Regions from separate parts of the Mus musculus genome. Here region 2 is linked to region 1. A link is a contact called in public HiChIP or PLAC-seq data. All regions are on one chromosome and are shown on one strand. The core of a region is the stretch at or near the end of the contact, and the rest is flanking DNA. Distances in the headings are between cores, read along the strand shown.

Region 1 (4,419 bases), core at 1,495-3,994:
AACTTAAATGACTTACATGATGGGATGCAGGCTGAGAAACAAACCGTGGTCCTCACTAGCACTGCTGGCCAGGGAGGCAGGAGGGTCAAGAGTTCAAGTGCATCCTCAGATGTATCAAGTTCAAGGTCAGGAAATCCTGATCAATAATCTTTATAAAATTAAAACAAATTAAGTTTTTAATTAAATTAAAAACAAAGTTTAGTGGTGGACAGCTATAATCCCAGCTCTTAGAAGGGGGGTGATAGAAGTGTGTGAAATTCAAGGTCATCCTTAGCTACATAGCAAGTTCAAGGCTAGCTTGGGTTACAAGAAACCCTTTCTCAAAAAAAAAAAAAAAAAATACTAGCCAGATCTGCCAGCTTTTCAAAAAAAATAATAATGTCATATGAAATGTGATTTTTAAATGTTAGCAATCAATTTCAAACTTCTTAAAACTTAACCCAGTAGAGACAAATAAAGCAGGGCTCCGTGCCATAGCCCGCCTACAGATCAAGTGCGAGCCTGTTACCCACAGGCTACCCCATGTGTCAGCAAGCCTGATGGTCCTCATCTTTTCAGAAAGCCGACCCCAGCACCCTCAGCATCCTTCTCCACAGGACAACTTGGCCAGGGATGCTTCTCGGGAGGAAAATGAAGATAAGAACTGGAGATCTGGCAGGAGGCACAAGAGAGAGCTGCAGAGGGAATCCTTAAAAGGATTTAGAAGGATTTTATTGTACTTGGTGAAGCACAGCAGGGGATAAGATCATAAATTCACCCTTGAGAACAGCCTGGGTCTGAGACTGTGTGGAGGTCGGGGGTAGAGGGCAGGGGAGGGTGGAGTCTTTGCCTCTGTTGTGCTGGGCTTTCTGTCTTCAAGTCACCCCAACACCAGACTCAGGTGCCCCGAGTTCCGATAGGCCCAGACCCAAGGATAAAGTAGTTAGGCTAGCTTGGGCTTCACAACCCATCTAAGTATCTCTCTGAGGCCAGATGGAGCTGGGATAAACTGAAGTCTTCAAAAAGCCCAGACCAGGGAACTTGCTGGAAGGGTCACAAGTATGATCCAGTGGGTTTGAAGAATTCTCCAGAGGACTCAGACCACAGTAAGGTTTTGAGAACTTCTGCTCACATCCTGGTCCTGCCGTCCTCCATGGGGACAGCAGTAGTAGGCTTGCTGTCATAGGACAGTGCTGGCTTCCTCCAACAATCACTGAAGAGGCTACTCTTAAGTTTTCCCATGTGGAAGCTGCCGGCCAGAGGAAGACAGCACAGCCCTTGCTCTGGAACCCGAGGCTCAGAAGAAAGCAAGAAAGATGGATGTATGGGTCCTTCTGTTCATGCTAACAGAGCACCAAGGACCAGCCATGTTTTCAACATGGGACGTGGGAGCACTGGCCTCCAGAGTCCACCGAGAACCTTTATGTTGGCCTCTGTTATTTATGTCCCTCCGGCACACTGCCTCCCCGTGTCTCTCAGCATCTCAGAAGCCTTTGTTTGCCCCTTAGTGGGATCTCTTTGCAAATCTCCCAAAGATGAGGTCCTCTCAGTTCCTGGCCCTGATCTGGAGTCGACTTTGTTCCATCTGAAGAGCCCCTCCCCCACCTCCCCTTCTACTTGCACTTCCCGCCCCCCTTTCTCCTGGTGTAGACGCTGCAGAAGCTTGAGAGTTCTTGGGACAGGTCCTCAGCTGACTCTCTGACTCTGCCATCTGTCTCCACCCACGTGCTGAGTGAACCCAAAGCTTACATCCCCCGGGGCCAAGCCTAAGCAACTCGTTAAAGAAGCCCCAGGCATAGGAGGCACACTCGCTGAGCTTGGTTCCTGAGTCTCTCCTGCTTCCCTGATGGAGGAGAAAGGACAGTACCAATCAATTTCCCCAAGCAGGTTACTCCCTCTCTTCTCAGACAGCTTTCCCACCTAATCCCAAATCCTGCTGCAACTTCTGCCAACTCAGAGGCCTCCAGAATCCACCCTGTCCTCTCCAGGCTGTTGACTGAGTACAGGACCCAGAGACTGCCAGACCGGGACCCACCCGGGACAGTGAGGAACTACAGCATAGGAGTCATTCTGGGGCCCAGAGCGCTCATTCTTTGGCTTTGGTGACACTGCAAAGGTGGCGCAGGCCCTGGACCGCAGGGGCAGGAAAAGCCCAAGGCCGCCAATGGAGAAGGCACATGTATGGCTGGTATGGTAAGGTGGAGAGCGTGTGGGGCTCCCGGACTGCCACACATAAAATGCGGCCACCCCACCCCACCCCCGACGTGACATCTGCAGTGTCCGTGACAGTTCAGCGTGAGGTTGGACCTAAGGACAGAAGACTGGTTCGGTGGCGTTCCCACGATAGCGACTCACGTGGGGAATGAGGCTCGGGTCCTGGTACTCGCTGAGCCTAGGGTGGAAGAGCGTCCCACGACCACTGAGAAAACTGGAGAAGTGGATGCGCCTCAGGCCAGGAGCCCTGGGAGGAGCAGCGCTGGGACTTAAAAGGTCGCCACCGGAAGGCAGGGGCCTGCAGGGCGCAGGAGATGATTATGGGAGGAGATGGTTATGGGCAGGATGGGGAGAGTGCAGCACTGCGTTCCGCTAGGACCTGGACTCTGGGTCGGGTCAGGGTGCGTGGCATCGCAGTGGCGGGTCCCGCGGTGGCTCCATCCTCCCGCCCCCCGCCCGCCCCTCTCCCCGCCCCGCGCGCAGTCCCCTCCCTCCGTCCCGCCTCCTGCCCGGCCACCTCCCTCAGCTGCTGCCGCGCCGCGTTGCCGGCGCACTTGCAGCCCGGCGGGCACCAGGAGGCGGAGGCGGGACGGTCAGGGGTCCAGCGCGCAGGACAGCGGCCCTGGGGCCAAAGTTTGCGGGCAGCCCCGGCAGGCCAAGCGGGTCCCACGTGCCGCTTGCTGCCCCCTCTCGCATCCTCACCCCGGCATCGCTGCGCCGGGAGACAGAGCTGCGGCCCGGCTAGCTCCTAGGCGGGGACGCCGCGACGGGAACTTAAGGTGGGAACTTCGCGGGCTGCAGCCTGGCGGGACCCTGCTCCTGCAAGCGGCGCTCCGGGCTCTGCACGTGGCCGCGGCCCCGGTACCCTCTGCGGATACCTAGGAGCCCCGGAGAGGCCGCCCGGGCGATGCGGCATGCACCCACGCGGCCGCAGTTTGGTCCGGCCACGGATCCTTTCCAGGGGTCCCCGGAATGCGTAGTGCGCTCTGACTTTGCGTGCAGGGTTTTTGGGGTCCCACGGGAGGAGTTGGAATGCGGGGAAGTCTTTCACTGTCAATAGGCACGGAAGGCAGCATCCCCACCAGCGGGACTCATTTAAGTCATTCATTAATTACGAACTCAGTGAAGGCTTATGGACCGCCTACTGTGTGCAAGGCCCTAGTGACTATTCAGTGGTCGCGGGCCTTAGCATCTAGTAAGAAAGTTAGAGGTCTCCTTAACCTCAGTGTACCCGGGATAAGTGGCCCGGCTTTGCTCATAGTTTTTGGGTGTGGATGGAAAAGAGACGAACTCGTTCATTCTCTGGGTTGTACAAAAATTGGTTGAGCACCTGCTGTGGGCATCTCACTATGCCAAACACTCAGTGTTCATCCAGTCATTTATTCAACAAGCCTGGATTGAACAATGGCCGAGGTGGCGACAGGACAATGGACTCTGGCGATGGGGGGGCGGGGGGGAGGTTGAGACTCTCAGGCCCTGCCTCAGAAGGGCACAGCCTGCCAGGGTGGCCCGCGCTACAGCATATGTGTATAGCAGATTTAAGGTTGGTGCTTAATGCGTTCATTCCTGGGTGGGTGGGGGGTCCGATCCCTGGAGAGGAAGAAGTGGGCTTTTAAAAGCTCTTTAGTGGGGGCTGGGAGTGATGATGAGGGCTGAGAAGGTTCATCTAATGTTAGGTGAGCACAGCCTCCTCCTAGTGATGGGGCTTAGAGGCCAAGCTGTCACTTTGGCACACATTTTGTTAAACACTTGCAATGCAGAGGTACTTAAGGGGTGCTAAACACCTGAGTTCCCCAAGTAGATAATAGGTGGGAGGCAAACGCATACTCACCCCTCCTCGGTGACATCTGAGCTAAGTCCACAGGAAGGTGAGAGGAGGGGGCAGGGATTGGTCTGATTCGCTGGAGAAAGGAGGGCCTGCCAGACTATAAATCTAGGTAGATATTCGCTGGGGTTTGTTTGACACCCCCAACCCTCCACCAACGTGCACACACACACACACACACACACACACACACACACACCTATGACGGTACTCAGAGTCACTGCCTGGTGTCTCATCAATAAACACATCACCAGGTTAAGTGGTACTCCTGGAGATTAGGGCAGTGGGGTGTGCACACGGTGGGTTTTTCTACCTGTGGGTCTTTATGCTTTTGCAGCTTTGCACAGGCACCTGCTGTAGAGGGTGGGGAGGGAAGTGTGGCTAGGCATGGAGGCTTGGCC
Region 2 (4,699 bases), core at 269-2,768, 71 kb before region 1:
TGTCTCAGTCTCCTGAGCAGACGGGATGACAGGCTTGTGCCACCAGGTCACCCTTCTGTCAGAATTATCTCATTTTTCATAATGCACATGACATCTTATAATTAGGAGTAAAGAGTTTATAATGTTTAAAGTTGTAAATAAAAAGATACTTCTGGTATTTTCCCCAATTCTATATGTATAATATAATACGCTGCCATTTACTGAGAGCATAATATCTCAAGATTATTATATTTTCTAGCGATGACAGCCACAGATACAAGCAGTCTTATTATCTGTGTTCACTCGGAAGGGAATTGAAGCTTCTAGCGGTTAGAATGTCCTGTCTACGGCTCACTTCACGGTAAGGGCTGGAGCCGGTACTGATGCTGAACTTTCACCCCAGAAAGCTGTTTCTCAGATAAGCTGCGGGGAGCCCAGGTGGATCTGGAGACACAACAACCAACAGTGAGCGTCTCCTGCAGTAGAATTGAGATTCTTATTTAACGAAGCATTATCTTTCTTACAGAAATGGTTTCTGTTCGCAAGCTGCCATGGGAGAGAATCAGATGTATCATACAACCCCAGGGCTCCAGGGACAGTCCCCAGGTTTGGACCCCAAAGCATTTCCAAACAGAGCAGCTGGCCCCTGCCCAGGCCTGGGGGCCAGTCCACCATGTCTTCAGCTCTCTTTGGTGGCTCCCATTTATAAAGGGGAGAGACACTGGCTCACACAGGCTGCCTGCTAGAGCAGATGGCAGCATCAAATGAGAGATGTCTGTGATTCACAGTTGGCAGCAGAAAGCCACACGTGGGGCCTGCCCACACTGGGCCCAACAGGTTTCTGATTTCCCTGCAGGAACGGAGTTCCGGGTCTGACGTTGCTGTTAGGGTTAGAAGTACCTCACAGCTACCTGGTTCCCACAGCACCCAGGGTTTACTGCCGCAGTAGACTGCAGACCCCTTCGAGAGTTCAGAGGACAGAGTGAGGTGCACTCTGGATTGTTCAGGATCTGGCAGAACAATCCAGGGAAAGATGTAAGTACTACAATGGAGGGGCCACTCTGGGGATCTTGGGACAGAGAGGACATCGATACATTTGTCCAGTGAAGCCCTGTGGTGAGCCTGGCAGGAAGGCCTTGCACAAGCAGCTCAGACCAGGTGTTGTTGCTCAGGAAGCCCCCTGTCAGGGAACCTCTCACCCCATGGCAGCAGTTCTTCCCTTCCTAAAGCTGAGACCGTTTAACACACTTCCTCATGCTGTGGTGACCCCCAACCATAAAGTTATTTTTGTTGCTACTTCATAACTGTAACTTTGCTACTGTTGTGAATTGTAATGTCAACATTTATGTTTTCTGATGGTCGTAGGGGCCCCCTGTGAAAGGGTCATTTGACACACACCCCGTAAAGGGGTTGCGACCCACAGGTTGAGAATCACTGATCTAGTGTGTCTGGCCACCAGAGTAGCCACAAGGCGAGCCAGAAGCCAAGAGGCCAGGAGAGTAGGAACCAAAGGGAACCAAGAGACCACATGTAGCTAAAATAGTTAGATTATATTGTGATCAGAGAGGTGGAGGGAAGGAAAATACAACTCAGTCCCTGGGCTGGAGAGTTTATACTTTGAGGTATTGAAAAGGCACCTCAGTTAGCCTTTGTGGGGGTTGAGACCCAACACTCTCCCTCTTCCCTCCCCTCTCCTCCTCCTCCTCCTCCTCCTCCTCCTCCTCCTCTCCTCTCCTCTCCTCTCCTCTCCTCTCCTCTCCCCTCCTTATCCTTCCAGGTTAGTCCTGCACTTCATCACGCTGGAGTTCTGGCTCTTGTATGGGAAAAGGAAGCATCTATAAGAATTTATGACCTAGTTACCCAGGCACTTCTTCACCACGTTCTGTGGCCTAGGCTGGAGGCTCAGAGAGGGCAGTGGCCTGATGTGGTCAGGGACAGACCTGGATCCCAACTCTGCCTCTTGGTTTCTGGATTGGACTATAGGCCATCACCCACTCCCATCCAATGGGAAAGACCTCATCAAAGAGAAAGATGCCTCGTCTGTCCATCACTTTAAGCCACGATGGCCAGAGCTGCTCAAACAAGAGGCACAGAAGGAAAGAATGACTGACGGACCTTAGACCCTCCCACTTTGAGTCCTCCCTCTTAACTACCCACTGTGTTTATGTGGCCATGGGCCCAGTTCTCTCCCTCTCTGGGTCTCAGTACACCGAAGGAATAAAGGCATCCTGGCTTAGAAGTCAAAGGAAATAAAAGCCCACAGCCTGAGAGCTTCAGAGGAACAGATGAGCCCAGTGGCTGGCACTTAGGGATGTCTTAGTTGGAGTCACTATTGCTGAGATAAAACACAATGACCAAAAGGAGCCTGGGGAGGGAAGGGTTCACTGCTGATGCTTCCACATCACAGTGAAGGAAGTCAGGGCAGGAACCTGAAGGCAGGAACCTGGAGGCAGGAGCTGATGCAGAGGCCATGGCGGGGTGCTGCTTACTGGCTTGCTCCTCATGGCTTGCTCAGCCTGCTTTCTTATGGATCCCAGAACCAACAGCCCAGGGGTGGCACCACTCAGTTCCCCCTACACCCATCAACCAGCAATTGAGAAAATGTCCTTCAGGCTTGTCTACAGCTGACCTCGTGGAAGGATTTCTTAGTTGAGGCTCCCTCTTCTCTGATGGCTGTAGCTTGTGTCAAGTTGACATAAAATTAGCCAGAACAGGACTGGACTGGAGAGATGGCTAATATATAATATATAAGGACTCCAGAGGTCCTGAGTTCAATTCCCAGCAACCATATGGTGACTTATAAACATCTGAAATGGGATCTCACACCTGCTTCTGGTGTGCGAGTATACAGGCAGATAAAGCAGTCATATACATAAAACAAACAAATAAATGCTGGAGTTTTATTTCGTTTCCTTGTCTTTTAAAATATGATTGACTTATTTGTTTGCTTATTGCTTAGTTTTGTGTGGATTGCTGTTTTCCCTGCATGTATGTGTGTGCGGGTATCAGATCCCTAGGAGCTAGAGTTACAGACAGTTGTGAGCTGCCAAGTGGGTGATAGGAATTGAACCATGGTCTTCCGGAAGAGCAGTCAGTGTTTTTAACTACTGACTCTCTGCTGTCTCATAGCCCCTGGACAAAGGCTTTCAAGTCCAACTTAGTTTGATGGCCTGGTGGTTGCAGGGCCCTGGACACAGTACCTCATCACTGTGCCTCAGTTTCTTCATCTGTGAAATAGGACAGTCACAACCCTCACTGCAAAGGGCTAGCGAGGATAAATTACTCATTTTTTTTTTATTCTTTCGAGACAGAGTTTCTCTGTGTAGCCCTGGCTGTCCTGGAACTCACTCTGTAGACCACGCTGGCCTCAAACTCAGAAATCCACCTGCCTCTGCCTCCTAAGTGCTGGGATTAAAGGTGTGCACCACCACTGCCCAGCAAATTACTCACTCTTATCCCACCCTGCCAGTGAGCTAGGCTCAGCTGACCATTGGCCTCAGAGGCAGATATGAGGGTCAAGCATCTTCAAAGGCTTTCACACTTTGGCCAGCAGACCAAGTTCATGTGACTGTGGCCAGCAGATATCTGGACAGAGGAGCTCTGCGTTGTGAGGAACTAGATCCTGGCTCAGCGATTAGCAACTCAAGTGGCTAAAAATATAGTTGTTTGGTTTTCACTAGAAAAAAGGCACATACATGGCTGGAGTGGAGATTTGGTTTTTGGCAGTGGTTTTTAAAGCCCTTGATTTGAGAAATCTCTGCCCTTTCCCCCATAGGCTGTTACTTTTGAGAGTTGTGGTTGTCCTGACTGTGTAGCAGAGCCCTCTTAGCAAACTTCCCATCCTATTGGCTCAGAGCACAACACCTTCACTGATGGCTAATCTTAGGACTCCAGGTTGCCTCCTTTTCTGATTGTGAGTTCAGACATGTAGCCGACTTTGGGGAAAACTCTTCTAATTAAGGTTGACCAGATAGCCTTCTCCTTCTCTGACCTTGTCTGTGAGTTCAAAAACCCCTTCACTTCTACCTGCAAAATGTCATCTAGCTTTAGTTAGATTACAGGTCCAACTTCCTTTCCCCTGATAAGAACCCTTTCAGCCAGCACCTGAGATTCCTGAAATGCTTCCCCATGCTAACGAGACATTTTTGTATCCTAAACCTTCAGCCAATTACCTTTGCCTAGCTCGGATGTTCCTACCCCCAGTCCTCCAAATTATGTGAGCCTTGAAGCACCCCAAGTAATGCAGATCTGCCTCCCTGTAGCTGGCCCAGTGTGTCTTGTGTCGTCTCTGCTCCCACTGCCCTCATGAACCATATTGGCCTACAATCCCTGAGGGCAGGGAGCATCACTGCCTTCAATTCTTCATCCTTGGAAGCTCTGGAATATGAAGGTACCAGCTGGGAATGAGGGGGACGGGCTCCTGCTTATCTGCCTCTCTGATGAGCTCCAAGCACATCTCATACTGGACCTCGTGTTGAAAACAGGCTAGGATGGCTTCTTTCTTACACCCTGACTTTGTCTAGCAGTTAAGACTCAGCATAGATACACCCCCAGGCTCATTCAAACCCTGAATCTGCCACCTCTGGCATATGACTTGGGTAACCTCTCCATGCCTCAGTTTCTCTGTCTGCACAGTGAAGACATTATGTCCTACCCAGCGGATGTACTGAGACTGGAATAAGCCATGGCCTGTGTCATGATTTGAATATGCTTGGCCCAG

Evidence for each region. HiChIP or PLAC-seq counts read pairs in DNA pulled down with a chosen protein or histone mark.
Region 2: a contact with region 1 is called in an H3K4me3 HiChIP or PLAC-seq map of forebrain, with 3 times the contacts expected there. The contact joins the enhancer-like site here to the promoter of Kcng1 in region 1. A contact is called at or near these places in 5 of 39 promoter capture datasets (the HPC-7 cell line, HPC-7-derived erythroid cells, hippocampal neurons and 2 more), 6 of 484 Hi-C or Micro-C datasets (granulocyte-monocyte progenitors, nephron progenitors, pre-B cells and 3 more), 2 of 115 datasets of contacts at active chromatin or transcription factors (embryonic hindbrain and forebrain) and 3 of 9 other capture datasets (adipose tissue, embryonic stem cells and liver).

Annotation. Positions count from the first base shown.
Region 1 is chr2:168,279,431-168,283,849 of GRCm38.p6, reverse strand. It overlaps Kcng1 (potassium voltage-gated channel, subfamily G, member 1), which reads left to right and starts at 2,744. Exons shown (of 3, transcript NM_001081134.2): 1 at 2,744-2,972.
Region 2 is chr2:168,348,855-168,353,553 of GRCm38.p6, reverse strand. All of the region lies in intron 1 of Gm33262 (a long non-coding RNA gene), which reads right to left. Among named protein-coding and RNA genes, the nearest start is that of Gm22704, 16 kb to the right of the region's middle. Within about 2 kb of position 1,518, at least 38 of the 459 cell types and tissues checked have an H3K27ac peak or open chromatin away from gene starts, as enhancers often do. A contact at or near this core is called in forebrain, granulocyte-monocyte progenitors and pre-pro-B cells, where this site is marked.